Regions from separate parts of the Mus musculus genome. Here region 2 is linked to region 1. A link is a contact called in public Hi-C data. All regions are on one chromosome and are shown on one strand. The core of a region is the stretch at or near the end of the contact, and the rest is flanking DNA. Distances in the headings are between cores, read along the strand shown. Region 1 has its middle 38 kb from the start of Otor. Region 2 holds the start of Banf2os (a long non-coding RNA gene).

The links. A called contact is a pair of places that touch in the nucleus more often than the background predicts.
Region 2: a Hi-C map of embryonic stem cells shows a contact between it and region 1, with 6 times the contacts expected there. The contact joins the promoter of Banf2os here to the enhancer-like site in region 1. A contact is called at or near these places in 1 of 15 datasets of contacts at CTCF or cohesin (large pre-B cells), 14 of 484 Hi-C or Micro-C datasets (the G1E-ER4 cell line, the HL-1 cell line, cerebellum and 4 more) and 4 of 115 datasets of contacts at active chromatin or transcription factors (astrocytes, embryonic stem cells and large pre-B cells).

Annotation. Positions count from the first base shown.
Region 1 is chr2:143,112,473-143,119,794 of GRCm38.p6, forward strand. No RefSeq gene overlaps it. Among named protein-coding and RNA genes, the nearest start is that of Otor, 38 kb to the left of the region's middle. Within about 2 kb of position 5,074, at least 3 of the 459 cell types and tissues checked have an H3K27ac peak or open chromatin away from gene starts, as enhancers often do. A contact at or near this core is called in embryonic stem cells, where this site is marked.
Region 2 is chr2:144,203,913-144,210,873 of GRCm38.p6, forward strand. Banf2os (a long non-coding RNA gene) reads right to left here and starts at 3,948. Exons shown (of 3, transcript XR_003953916.1): 1 at 185-3,948.

The DNA.
Region 1 (7,322 bases), core at 3,824-6,323:
CTAATCTCAGCCTTTTCAGCTTCTGCGAGTGACACTTGGATTCTGTCAGTCAAGGTGCTGCTTGTGTGAATGGATCATCAGAGAGATGCCAAGGCCCTCTTCCTGCATACACTGTGCTATTTCTGTTTGTAAACAAGGGACTGGAGATGGAACTGTATTTAGTGAGATTTTTTTTCCCTAGTGTGTGATGTAAGCTGATATGCTAAAATGTGAGTGATCTACATAATTCAGGACAGGGAGAGAGTTCTATTCTCCCCCTATCCACACCTTAAAATTATCCTTAAAGAGAAAATGCCACAAAATCACACACTGATGAAAATCTATTCTAAACCTATACACCAATGCACTTTAGCCTTACAGAGAAGTGAAAGTTTAATGGTATGTTTGCAGATTCACAGTGCACCTAAACTCCTGGAATTCACCCTGTCAAATTTTCAGATACAATAAAAATACCTTCAGTTACCTGAAAAGCTTGGATTTTCTTCATATATATTGGTGAAGGCAACTGAATGGTTGAAGTGATGGCTCAGGAGTCAAGAGCCCTCATTGCTCTTGCAGAGATTCAGGGTTTGGTCCTCAGCACCTACAGGGCAGTTTACCGTCATCCAGAACTTCAGCTCCAGAGGCTCAGATGTGCATTTTTGATCTCCACAGCTACCAGGAATGTATGTAATGCAAGCAAAACACCCCCACAAATAAAAACAAAGCAAGCAAACAGAAATGCTCCCAAACACAATAATGAGACAGATTGAATTGTGGAATCAGATATGAAATCTCTCTCTCTCCTCTCTCTCCATATATATGCATATCCATTCTTTCAATATGTTAGGTAATATATAGTTATATATAATGATATATATGTATATATGTACATATATGTGTATATATGTACACATATGTGTATATATGTACATATATGTGTATATATGTACATATATGTGTATATATGTATATATGCATATATATGCACATAAAACCTCAAGGCATATATTACACTTTTTTTAATAATTTTACAATTTGGAGAACAATATTCTTATTTAAATTATTTACATTTATATGGGATTAATTGTTGTTACTCTCCTACATAAACAAATAAGAACTTTTTCCAAGTTCCTAATTACAGTATCACTGATAATGTTATATATATGCTCCATGCAAAGGTACTTGGAGGGCTGGTGAGATGGCTCAGTGGGTTAGAGCACCCGACTGCTCTTCCAAAGGTCCGGAGTTCAAATCCCAGCAACCACATGGTGGCTCACAACCATCCATTAAGGAGATCTGACTCCCTCTTCTGGAGTGTCTGAAGACAGCTACAGTGTACTTACACATAATAAATAAATGAATCTAAAAAAAAAAAAAAAAAAAAAAGGTACTTGGAGTCCTCAATTTTTCAGTGTAAAAGAACAAAGTTTGGAGAATTGAATTGAGAGCTCATAATATGAAATCTACATCTTACCAGCAGATGGCACCACAAACACATAAAACCTAAACTTGAGGCTTTGGTTAAGGTGGAAATGTAAGAGATTTACATACATCAGTTGCAAATGAGATCTAGCTTTCCCCAAAGGAGATTCTTCTCTGCCTTTGGTTGCTCTTTATGTGAAAAGGAAACTGCCTTAAGTGGCCTGCAGATTACTCTGAGAGTGGGCAGAGATGCCTCACTAATCATACTCACCCCAGTGCCCATAAACTAATTATCTCCTTGGCCAAATCCATAGACTGACTGTATCTCAGAGCGATGTCTCTCTGCATGGTAGCCATGCAGTATGGTCAGACATGTCAGTTCCCTAGCATCACAGAGAGCTGTACAATAGAACCCAGAATTTACTCCTTGGGGAATGTGTTCTAAGAAACCACATTATTCCAACGATATATGCACGTGCCTCTCCTGCTGTGACATCACAGATTGCTGTAAGTTGAGTTTAGAGGATTCTCTTTCCTAACCAGCCTTGCAATCTCTAAAATGTGTCTTTCTCTTCTGTGTATCAATGACAGCATACTCCAACATAACTTGTCCATCTTGACTCTCTGTATCTGTGCACTGTGGAAGTTAATGTCATTTCTACAGGGAGACCTAACTCTGGAGCAGACCTGCTTCCATTAACCTTTCTAAGTTCCTGTTTTGCACACAAATCCCCTTTGCTGTATTGACTCAAGCTTGCTATTTTTCCCTCCAGATTTTAATGTCTCTGCTTTTCTGGAGGGAATCCCCATGTCTCGTGCTGACTTAGTGTCTCAGCCTTGCTCCAAATGATTCACACTCCTTTTCTATCCACCAGTAGATGAGAAAATGCAGTACGGTTCCTATGGAATGTTGGAGGGACATGCAATGGCCTAGCATGGCTACTACATTGCAGTCTCTCCCATCCCACCCCACTTTCCAGGCATTCAAGTAAACCAGCTTGATCAGGGAGCTTTAGGTGGCCGAGTTCCAAAATCTGCTCCGACAGATTGTTTCTGGGTTTCTGCAGTGACAGCCTCCTACTCTCAACTCTGCCCAAGAATGCCTGAGACCCAACCATTTTTTTTTTTTTAACTTTCACTAGAAGCTGACTGGCAGGTGCATTGGTGAGCAATGTGCTGCATTTGTGGGAGGTTTCAGAGATATGCAGAGGTCCACAGACGTGGAGTGGTACTGCAGTAGAGTCATAGCAGTGCCACTTCTCTTTGATCCTGGCCACCTTCCATGACACTTGCTCTAGCCTGCACCATCCCTTTATTCTTGTCGCCTCTTCCTCCAACCCCTCATCCCTCCCTTTTGAGAAGAAACACCATTTCTCCCATCCCTTCTGCAGTACAGAGGCCCCCAAACCATCTCTCATGGTGCACACCAAGTTTTTTCTTTAAGTTAAAATGCCGTGATCTCTCTGTGTGTTCATTAATCTTCACTGTGATTAAGGGTGTGGAAGCAGCCAGCACCTGACTGTGGTGTGTATAGGAGGGGTCTCTGGCAGGAGATTATGATCAGCTACAGTGACCCCGATAGCATTTCCGTGACTGAATGCAGGCAGCTTCAAAAGCACACACACACACACACACACACACACACACACACAGAGAGAGAGAGAGAGAGAGAGAGACCAGGAGAGACATATGCACACACTCTCTTTCTCTGGCCCCTACACCAACCACCGTGAGACTCTGCTAACAGGAAGACCACCACTGATAGCCCTAGGACTGAGAGCTAAAATCAATGTATGAGTCAGTGGTATTGTGCTAGTATGCAAAAAGGAAAAGAAAAAGAAATGTGTACAAAGAGCTTTTAGCCCAACAAATAATGACTAGCTTTCCCCCATCTCCTCCTCCATAGGTTATATGTGGTGCAGTACAGGATAGTCTCAAACTCACTACGTAGGCCAGAGTGGCATTGAACTAACATTCATCCAGTCTTAGCCTCCTGATGCTGCTATCACCACTAAACTCAGGAAAAAACAGATTTTCCTTTATATATTTGGAATTGCAGTTTCTCTTAAATTTGGCTTCCTGACTATCAAAGTCAAGAATTTTTACAGGACTGATGTGTTCAGGGGGTGATGACAGAGGGCACAGAGACAACCAAAAGCTCTAGAGATCGCCCGAATGCTTCTCAGCTCTGATGGCCAACAGGCTTTTATTTCTCTAGGTGCTGGCAGGATTTATGTCAACTTGCCACAAGCTGAGAGGAGTGACCCTCAACTGAGAAAGTGCTTTTATAAGGCTGGGCTGTAGGCAAGCCATTAGGGCGTTTACTTAATTCATGACTGATGTGGGAGGGTCAGGTCCATTATGGGTGGGGCTACCCCTGAGCTAGTGGTCCTGGGTTCTATAAGATGGCAGACTGAGCAAACCTCAGGGAGAGAACAAGAGCCCCTAAAAAGCACTCTTCCATGGCCTCTGAATTAACTCCTGCCTCTAAGATTCTTCCCTGTTTGGGCTCCTGCCCTGACTTCTATCAGTGATGGACTATGATGTGTGTGAGCCAAAGAACACTTTCCTTTCACAACTTGCTTTTGGTTATGGTGTTTCATCACCACAATGGGAACACCAACTAAGACACTCAAGGACATTCTAGGACAGTGGGTCTCAACCTTCCTAACATTATGACTCTTTAATACAGTTCCTCATGTTGTAGTGACCCCTAATCATAAAGTTTTTTTTTGTTGCTACTTCATAACTGTAATTTTGCTATGAATCATGATCTAAATACTTTTTGGAGATAGAAGTTTGCCAAAGGGGTCTTGGCCCACAGGCTGAGAACCACTGCTCTAGGAGACTGTGGCTAGATCATGTTTAGATACATATCTGATTGTTTAAGAAGCTGCTCTATTTTTTCCGAAGCTATGCTTTTAAAAAACATATTTATCAGTATGTGTGTGAGGGTGTGGGGTCTAGTTTTTCCAAGGTCTAGACATTGAGTAATGCAAAGTGTTACTGCGAGAAACTGAAGAGCTAAAGCAGAGGAGACAGGCACTGTTTTATGGATCAGAGAATCAATAATGTTAACTTGATAATTCTCCCCCAAACTGGTTTACAGTCAAAAGCCCAGAATTTTTTTTTATTATAAAATAAGTTACTAAACTGCTTCTAGAATCATATGTGGGAGGCTAGCATGGATAAATGGATAAATGGATAAATGCTGTTTCTGCCTAGCCAATTGATCTTAGACTCCTGCAGGTTTTCTTCTGAACTCCACATACACAATACACACACATACACACACACACACACACACACACACACACACACACACATACACACACACACACCACTACACACACCATATCACACACAGACCACACCACATACACATCACACCACACCACACTACACATACATCACACTACACATGCATACGCAAGCGCGCACACACACACACACACACACACACACACAAATTAAATGTAATTTTTAAAGTATGTAAAATTATATGGGAAGACAAAAGCCTTCGTATAGTAAAAGCATTTGGGGAAGAACGAAGAGAGGGATAACACCATTTAACTACCAATGACCGCTCCTCCTGCACACGTGTGGTCTGAGTGCAGTAGGCCTTGACTCTCCAGGTGATTCTCCATTGGAAACCATTGGATTTGTAAGAAACACATTTCACCAAAACTCTAGGGGGCACCACAGGCTGGTGGCTGACTAAAGAATTATACTTGCATATAAATAGACAACCAGGCAGGCTTTCTGAAACCATTTTCCCCCTTCCACAAAATCAGATGCCCCAGGTGAAAACAAGAGCATAAATGACTTAAGAGTGATGGATTTGACAGCTGGTAGTATTGTTTTCTTGCAAAACAATACTCCCACGAGCCTGAAGCAAGGCTGAGCCAGAACCTGACCTTGCTGCCACTAAGGAAATTATCTAGGGTGGAGCCTTCCTCCCTAGATCACTCTATTGTTCAGCCATTGTCGCTGTTCCTCTTCAAGATACTGCTACCTGCTGAGAGGCGCCCCCCCCCCCCCACCATCTATTCCAGAGACTTCGCCCTATCCTGCACATCATCACCTGCAGCTGGTTCCAGGCTCCAAGGATGATTGGCAGGAATGGGCCTTCCTCTTCCTTTATAAAGCGTGTCCGCCATTAAACATTTGAACCTTGAGCAGACTAGTTGTCTTGGTTCCATTATTTCTCAACCCGCCTAGGCTCCCTCTTTTCTTTCAGTTCCAAGATGCCTTCCAGGCTCGAACCCAGACATGAGAGCCGCAGGCCGGCCCCAACATATGAGGATTGGAAACATTCATGGTTTCTGAGTCTGTATTGACTCTCCCTCTTAGAAGGAATATGCATCTTTTGAAAAGTTGAAAACAATCTGGGTGGTTTCCAGAACGTCAGACTTGCCAGGAGCCTTTAAACTCTTCTGAGAGCGCTCCCACATCCCGCACACTCTCTGTTTTAGTCACCGTGCATTACCTCCAATCCAAGCTTAACGCTCCAATCCCAGCGTTCAGTTCCCCAGGCAGGGAAAGTGACTCCCACTCTGTCATTGGAAAAAGAGCCTCCCTCCTGGAGACCTGCAACATCAGTCCCTGCCACTTTGGAAGGGAACTTGATATGCTCACACACACACACACACACACACCTCCCCCACACTCCGCCCAGGTCATCATAGCCAGACCAACTGATACATTTTGTGTCCCAGGGCCCCACCTTTGGTTGAATGGTTACTGGCAGTGCTTGCGTGTGGAGAAAGGGCTTATAATTGCATATTAAATGAACTGGAAGTGAGTTTGGGAGAAAGGTCATTTTTATCATTTTCTTGCCTTTGTTCCAAGTACTGTCTGGGGCAGAGCATGCATGGCATACAGTTGCTGATGGAGGTGAATGCGTCTGTGCACGTGTTCAGGAATGGTTCACGTTATTGAGTCATTATGTGATACTGTGAATAGATTATCTACGAACTCTTGTCTCTGAGTTGATTCCTCTCTCTGCTTTGCCACCGCCTCCTTCTCCTCTCATTTTTTCCTTTGATGCTTTTTCCTTTGCATTCCTCCTCCACTTCCTTTGTCTCCTCCTCCTCTTCCTCTCTCTCACTCACCCTCTCTCTCTCCCCTCCCTCCTTCCTTCTCTCCCTTCCCTTCCTCCCTCTCCCCTTCCACTATGTTGTCTAAACTAGGCTTGAACTCAAGATTCTCCTCTCTGCCTCCGAATGCTGGCATTACAGTCCTGCATCACCACACCCCACCCTGGGCTCTCCCTAACTCTTAAATGTAAAGGAATAGCTTTAACTTTCCAACCTATTCCTTCCCCTTTCCTCCCCTCCCTTCTTCCCTCTTTTCCTTCCTTTTCTTTTCCTCCTCTGTCTTTCTTATATATATGGATGTTTATAAATACATGCAATGAGAAGACTAAAGTAATGTTGAACATATTGAAGATTTGGCAAGTACTTCAATGTGACCTGCACATATTGCCTCTTATTGGCCACAAAGCCACACACACACAGTCTGTTACTTTGATTTATCAACCTACAATCATAACCAAACAAGAAATTTCCTTCAGTAGTTTAGTGATGACAAAGAAATAATTTGCTTCTATATACATGTATGAATCCTTTGTGTATGTGTGTATGTATGAGTGTGTATACCTGTATGTGTATGAGCAGACATCTATGTGCACTCCTTTGGGGGACAGAAGTCTATGTCAGAAATCTTTCTCAATCTCTCTACCTTATTTTTTGATTTTTTTTGAGGCAGGATATCTCATTGAATATGGGGCTTGCTGGTTCAATTAAACTGGGTGTCAGGCCCCAGAGATGCTCCTGCCTCTACCTCTCCAGTGCTGGGCTTCTAGATACTCACTGTTGGGCCCAGCTTGTATGTGGTGGCAGGGACTGAATCCAGGT
Region 2 (6,961 bases), core at 2,698-5,197, 1.1 Mb after region 1:
GACCATAAGTCAAGGAAGACTGGAACAAACCTCACTGAGGAGGGTCTGGATCCAAAAGGAAAATACTGCAACCTCCCCTCCTCAGCAGAGCTGTGGTGATGTATCTGCCTGGCTCCTCCCATGACTCCAACAGTGTAGAGGAGCCCCAAGTGTCCACACTAGTATCCAACACAGAAGCACTCACCACCGGTTTCTCCTCTCCCTCTTCCCGCTTCCTTCCTTGCTTGTGAAAGTCAAGAAAGTAGCAATCCTAGAGTCTGCTTTGGGGCAGCACATCATTCCACATCTTCTGTCTGTCTGGGCTCTCCTCTTTGACTTCCTTCAGCAAACGTATGTCAAGTGCCTGTTGAGTATAAGGCGGCAGTGACTCAGGCACTGTAAACCGTTCTGGGGGCTCTGTCACCATTCTCCTCTACTCAATCTCACCTTATGGGGCAAAGAAGGGAGTAGATCCCATGCAAGGGAAAGGGTGAGAGGAAAGGGCCAGAGGAGGAGGGAGACATGGCTGACAGATACTATGCCATCAATTCCAGGGGACAGAGCCTAGCTTCCCAGTCCTCCTTCTGGGACTGGATCCAACCAATAGGAGACATGATATGAGGTGAAGTGGAGGAGAGTGTTATCCACCACACACACCCCATTTCTTCCTCCCTCAACACAGGTCCAGTGGAGGCTCCATGCAGTGATCTCTGCGGGCTTCCTTCCTGACCAGGTATTGGAAGTCATCCATGAGTCATCCTTCAGGAAGAGGGTCCCAGGACTCTTGGGTCCCACTCAGCTGGGAGCAGTCCCTCGGTAAAGATTGCCTGTGTAGTAATGCATGCTGAGTTGTTCTTGTCTCCTGATGTGGCCCACACTGTTGGCAGTCTGATGGAACTAAGCCAATACTCCCCGCCTTTACCTCATGCAAGTCAAGTGATACTCTTCAGTTGTTGGCCCAGACAACCTCATGTCCTCCCAGCTCCGTTTGCCTATGTGGAAAATGAGGGTGATGACCGTGAGCTGACCAGCCTTAGACTGTCACATGACTAATTTCCTCTTCATACTGGCCCAGAGAAGAGATGAGGATAGGGGGTGGGGGGCAGGGTTCAAGAGGCTCTGGGCTCCTGACAACAATAAAGCCCGAAGGCAGCCCAAAGGCATGTGTCATGGCCGCTTCTTTTTGTCCCACATCTCTGGTGAACCTCTCACATAGCCTTCATATGGCTCACCCAAGCTGACAGGATTTTACATACAAAATAGACACAGGCCACTCACTTTCCACAAAACGGGCTCATGCTTACCCTGCAGCTTTTATTGTCTCTTAGCCTGTCTTCCGCCCCTATAAGAGAATTCGAGAACCTGGGTAATTTATACACGACAGACATTTTAACTCATGATTCTGAAGGGTAGGGAGCCCAAGCATGTAACAGCTAGCAAGAAGCTTTAAAACTGCTGCCTCAGCCCATGGCAGAAGGTGAAAGGGGGTGACAGGGTAAGAACAGAAGGGGGCTGAATTCATTTTACAACTCACTCTGGAGACAACAAACCCACCCCAAGCTCTGTTAAACCATGGAGGCGGAGTTCTAGACTCCCAACACAGATACCCTGAGGCTTACTGTTTCAAATGCATAAATTTAGCAGACACATTCAAACTCTCCTCACCATGTGTCTAAGCACAGCTGACATCCTTCCGCTGTGAGCATCCTCAAGGCGGACGTGCTACCGGTGTTTGTTTCGTTGGCTTGCCCCTTCACCTTCATAACTATCTCTGGGATTTGGTGCATAACTTACTTCCCTGGACCTTTCTCCCAGAACCCCTCAGGAAGCAGGAAAGTTGCTGTCATACACTCTTTGATCTGATGGTTTTGTTGTTTGAGACAACGTCTCACTATCTAGCCGTGGCTGGCCTGGACTCACTATGTAGACCAGGCTAGCCTTGAATTCACAGCGATGTTCCTGCCTCTGTGGTGTGCACCACCACACCCTGCCAACCTGGCTATCTGAGGCTCACTCACAACAGTAACAGAGAATTTATTTTCCTTCCATACCCCTCACCTTCCTCTTCCTTTCCCTTCTCAAAATAACTGTGAATTTATTCTGAGCAGTCTGCGATGGTCCTCTCGGGGATGAAAGCATTATCCGTTATTCCCATGGACGAGACTTTTAAAACCCAGTTGATTTTTGTTCTGAAGAAAGACACAAAAACCAATCTGCCCCTTGCCCCAAAGGCCAGCTCTGGGCTTTCAAGTTCAAACAGCAGCCATTCCAGTGCAGCTTCAAGTTTTCCTTGGGGCCTTCAAAAAAAAAAGAAAAGAAAAGAAAGAAAAGAAAAGAAAAAAAGAAAGAAAGAGAGAGAGAAAGAAAAAAGAAAGGAACACTGCAGAGAGTTAAAAGACCCTGTTCAAAACAAGACTTTGAATATCAAGTGGACCAGCACGAGGAATGCAAACAGCACACTCACCTGGGCAAATTGAGAAGAGTTTAATAGAGACCATATACAAAGATGCAGGTCAGTTTATAAGACGATATAAAGCTCATCCTATGGCCAGCATCAGTAGGGGACCCTCCCAAAGGTGAGGGAACAATTACAGGAACTCAGAAAAGACACCACAGAGAGGGTCCCAGCCAGAAAATGTGGCTTTGGGCAGGAGATGCACCCAAACGACAGGGGCTCAAAAAGGAAAAGGTTATGGGGAGGGAGACACCCTGACTCTCTCTCCCTGTCCTCTAGGTACATCTTGAGGACCTAGAACAACATCCTAGGAACCCCTGATGCAGGCTTTAGGATCCAGCATCCCAAGACACTAAGCTGAGTAGATGAGGCACCAGGCAAAGCCCAGGTGCAAATGGGACATCTCCAGTACAGATGCACTGGGAGTCCACATTCCAATTAGACATCACCGGGTGAGTAGAGCCAGGGACTAGCAATTTTTCCAGGTTTATTATTCTTTTACAAATATCATCAACTATTTCCCTTCAAAAGGCAAAGTTTACCCAGCAATTAGAATTTGATTTTAATTATGGGGTTCTTTTTGTCCACTGACACATTGCTGTTTCTGGCCTCATACATTCAAGTAGATAAAGGTATGGAGCACAGTGGCAGTTTGTGTGTTTCTTGCAGCTCCACCCCCAGTCCTGCAATGTCCTCACTGACTGCATATAAAGGAGGGAAGAAAGCAGGAGGTTTCCCCAAAAGGATAGCTGGGAGGGGATACATCCACAGAAATGCCAGCCAGCCCTTGCACAAAGACTCGCATGCTGCCTTGCAAAGGTCACTCCCTACGTAAGTGGCTAAGCTCAGATCAGAATAGCTGCCTGTGCTCACCTGGACAGCTGACATCACAGAATCTCCAGGTGGCACTCCAGGTGGCCTTCTAGAGCAACTGATCCTTGAGCCCCAGATCAACAGAAGCCTTCCCAGAAAGGCCATTTCTCCATATTGCCATCAGGAATCCCCAGGTCTACCTAACCTGAGAGGCAAAGACCTTGGCAAGTGGCTTCCAGCTAAGGTTCCAAGAAGGGCGCTTCCTCCCCCCCCCCTCTGTTCTGACTGTCACACATGATTGCAGAATTGTATCTTCACTCATACCAACATAAGGCAACAATACAGCCAGACCCTGGGTACAGCTGGGAGCTCTGCTCAAGCCCAAGAACAAAGAACACCCCACCCATCCTGGGGGGTGGGGCTGACAGACAAACAGCTGGATTCACATAAAGTTCCTAAGATATGGCATCACCCAGTACTCTGCTGGACATGAGATGTCAAGGCAGGAGCTGTGGAAATAAACAAAGCTATCACAGGCACCCTCAAATCTTTCTGCATACTTTGCCCCACATACCCCTGGTGCCAGCACATAGGTGCTGCCTTTAATAGACTTGGGAAATGAATCAGAAAAGCACCATCCCGTACCGAGCAAGGGCAGACTGCATGAAGGTGAGAAGCCAGATTTCTAAGATTTTTGTTAACAACTGACCTTTGCAGACAGATCCAGGAGAGATTTTTCTCTTGGCACAGTGTCGGAGACCTGAGAGAGGGGAGGGAATGCCAGGCCTGGTGATGTGCATCTTTGCCTCTCCTGGGAGCATCCCCTGGGTCCTCTTGAAACACCTATTGTTTCCTGAATGGTGGCTGTGGGCTTGCTGGTTCCTTTGCGTCATAATTCCTCAATGGAGGCCATTGTCTCCTGCCACAAGCCCCACAGTTCTTGTCTTTCTCGGTGACAGTGTAACAGGATCCAGCAGTGCCCAAAGGAGGCCTCCATTCCCTGCCAGAGTGGGCAGAAGCTACATGGGCATCGTGGAGGAAAGACAGGCTCGCTCCACCCCTTAACTGGAGACAGAACTTGGCCTACCTGGCCGGAGCAGATTTCAGTCAGTCAGTACAGCCAGCTCCTGTTCATCCCGATCCTCGAGCCACGTGACAGCCCGTTTCCGCTGCTCTGCAGACTGCCAGCCTTCAGGGGTACACCATACCTCCTGGAAGTGGGACCCATGGTCGTTCCCTCCTATGCTGAATGGAGCTTGCCTGTATAATCTGTTGTAGGAACGGCAGAAAGGGTCCTGCTCATAAAAGACACCGTGGCTTCTGCCTCAGTCTCTGGGATCACTCTCTTGAGAGAGTTGGCAACCATTCCGTAGACAGGTCTAAGAGTGAAAAGTGGAGACTTCCTGCCCACAGTCAGCATGGCTTCACCATCTGTGGAAGGAGCCATTTTGGAAAATGATCCTATGACCTCAGTGGAGCCTTGGATGGGGGAGTGGGAAGGGGTGGGAGTGGAGCAGGTGGTAGGGAACAGGGTTACATCCTGCAGTCCACAAGCTCCGAGCCAGGACTGAAACAAACTAATTCCAGGTTCCTGACCAGCAGAAGCTAAGAAACCCTAAACAACATTTCCTGGAGTTTGGGAGACAATCTGGGTCCAATCCGGATGAACCACTGACGGAAGAAGAAATCTGACGCTGGCAAGCTGTCCTCCAACCTCCGCATACATCCCATGCGGCACCCAAACAAAATAGATGACTGTGATTAGAACTAATTGATCTGCTTTAGGGCCTGGGTCCCTTTCCCAGCATGCTTTGTTTTATGACATTATATGGTTAATATTCTGGAAATAAGACCCAGCGATGCCCCTGCTCACAGAGAGTGGACATAGAGAGGCATGTGCCTACACACTTGCTCCCCCAGCACCTCCCTGCATTGTTCTGACATCTTCATCTTCCTTTCTTCTGTCACTCATTTAACAACCAGAGAGGCTGTTAAAAAAATTAAACAAAGCAGGCCAGCTCTGGCCAAATTGGAGTACCTGAGGCCCATTCCTCCCCAGATATTGCCTTCCCACCAAACACTAAATTCTGTTCCTCTTACAAAAAAAAAAACCCTGCAGCTCTGAGTCCATATCCGAGTTCCACTTCACACCAAGTACTGACCGGCCAGACCCTCAAATGACAAGTCATGTCTCCTTAAAATCCAACTTCCTTGATGGTTTTATTTTACAGTCATCATCCTTAAAGGCCAACCTATCCAAACACCATTGTGTCCTCTTGTCCCTCCAAGGCTGTATCGCTAAGGTCATAGGGGGAGGGGTGGTTCTCAACCATCTTCATCTTGAAAGGTCACTGAGCCTTGGGTCTTTGCAGAGGTAACTCTTGAGCCCTCCAGTGCTTCTCATAACACCCAAGAGACTCCTTGAACTCTTGACACAGACTCCCTAATGTCAAACACTTCATGACACTTGTGCAATCTGTCATGAGTCCTCTAGACTCATGGTTGCACTTGGGGATTTTGCTAAGTCTTTGTTTAAATGTCTGCCAGACTAACTTTACAACCCGTTCTCCAGCACTGTCTGAAGTGGATTTATCTCTGCTGGTGAGAACTATTGTAAGTTGCCACAAAGTTGGAGTCTTGAAGCCACACACGTTTATTTTCAAACCCAGGTATAGAGGCCAAGAAGGTGAAATCAGTGTACTGGGACCAAAGTCTGTCTGTCCAGGGAGAATCTTTGCTGCTTCTGGTGGTCTCTGGCTTTCCCTGGCTTGTGGCCACATCTCTCCAAGGGTAGTACCTTCAAATCTCTCTGCCCTGTCACATTGTCTCCCGTATGAGGTATGTTTCCATGACTCTCTCCTACAAGGACACTTTTAACTGGCATCTTCAGCCTATCTTGTAATCTAGAATACATTTTGAACTCACAATCCTCCGATGTATCTCCAGAGACTATTTTCGTTTTCAATACTGGAGATTGACCCTGGAATCCCACTTGTGCTAGGCAAGGACCCTTATCTCTGACACACACACACACACAAAACCCTCACTTTGCCTTTTCTTTCAAGACAGGGAATCACTGAGTTGCCCAGGCTAGCCCTGACAACACACATAAGGAAGTCAGAGGACTGCTTTGGAGAATCAGTCCTCTCCTTCCACAGTACCTGCCAGTGATCAAACCGTCGACCGGGGTGGCAAAGGCAAGCACCTTTACTGCTGGGCCACCTCGCCAGCCCCTCTGGGTTGTTGCTAATGATCCCAAACATACTAAGTGATGCTGCTCTGAGCTTTCCAAGTCCCTATCAAGGTTGTCAATCACTTGAGGTCACATCAGTCTGGACTTAAACACTACTGGATCCTAGTAAACCAGCCTTGTTTTTCACTATCTTCAGGTCATCCTCCAATCCTCCAGAAACGACCAGTCTTCTTTATTTGTCTTCGGTAGAGGAAAACTGGAGGTTACAATTAGGATTTCTCAAAACATACTGACCAGGTTTCGCATCCTGGCCCTGAGCCCCCCATCCCCCCCAAAAAAAACCTGTCCTATCCAGATGTCCAGATGTTCTTCTCCCGCACAGTCTTTGGCTCCTGCTGTCAGTCCAGGGCCAGCTTGCTCCATCGCTGTGGGCCAGTAGTGAAGTAGGGCACTCTGAGGAGCAAAGCTGCTCACAGAGGCCAATCAGTCAGCACAGAGACACACAGATAGGAGGGGGTTAA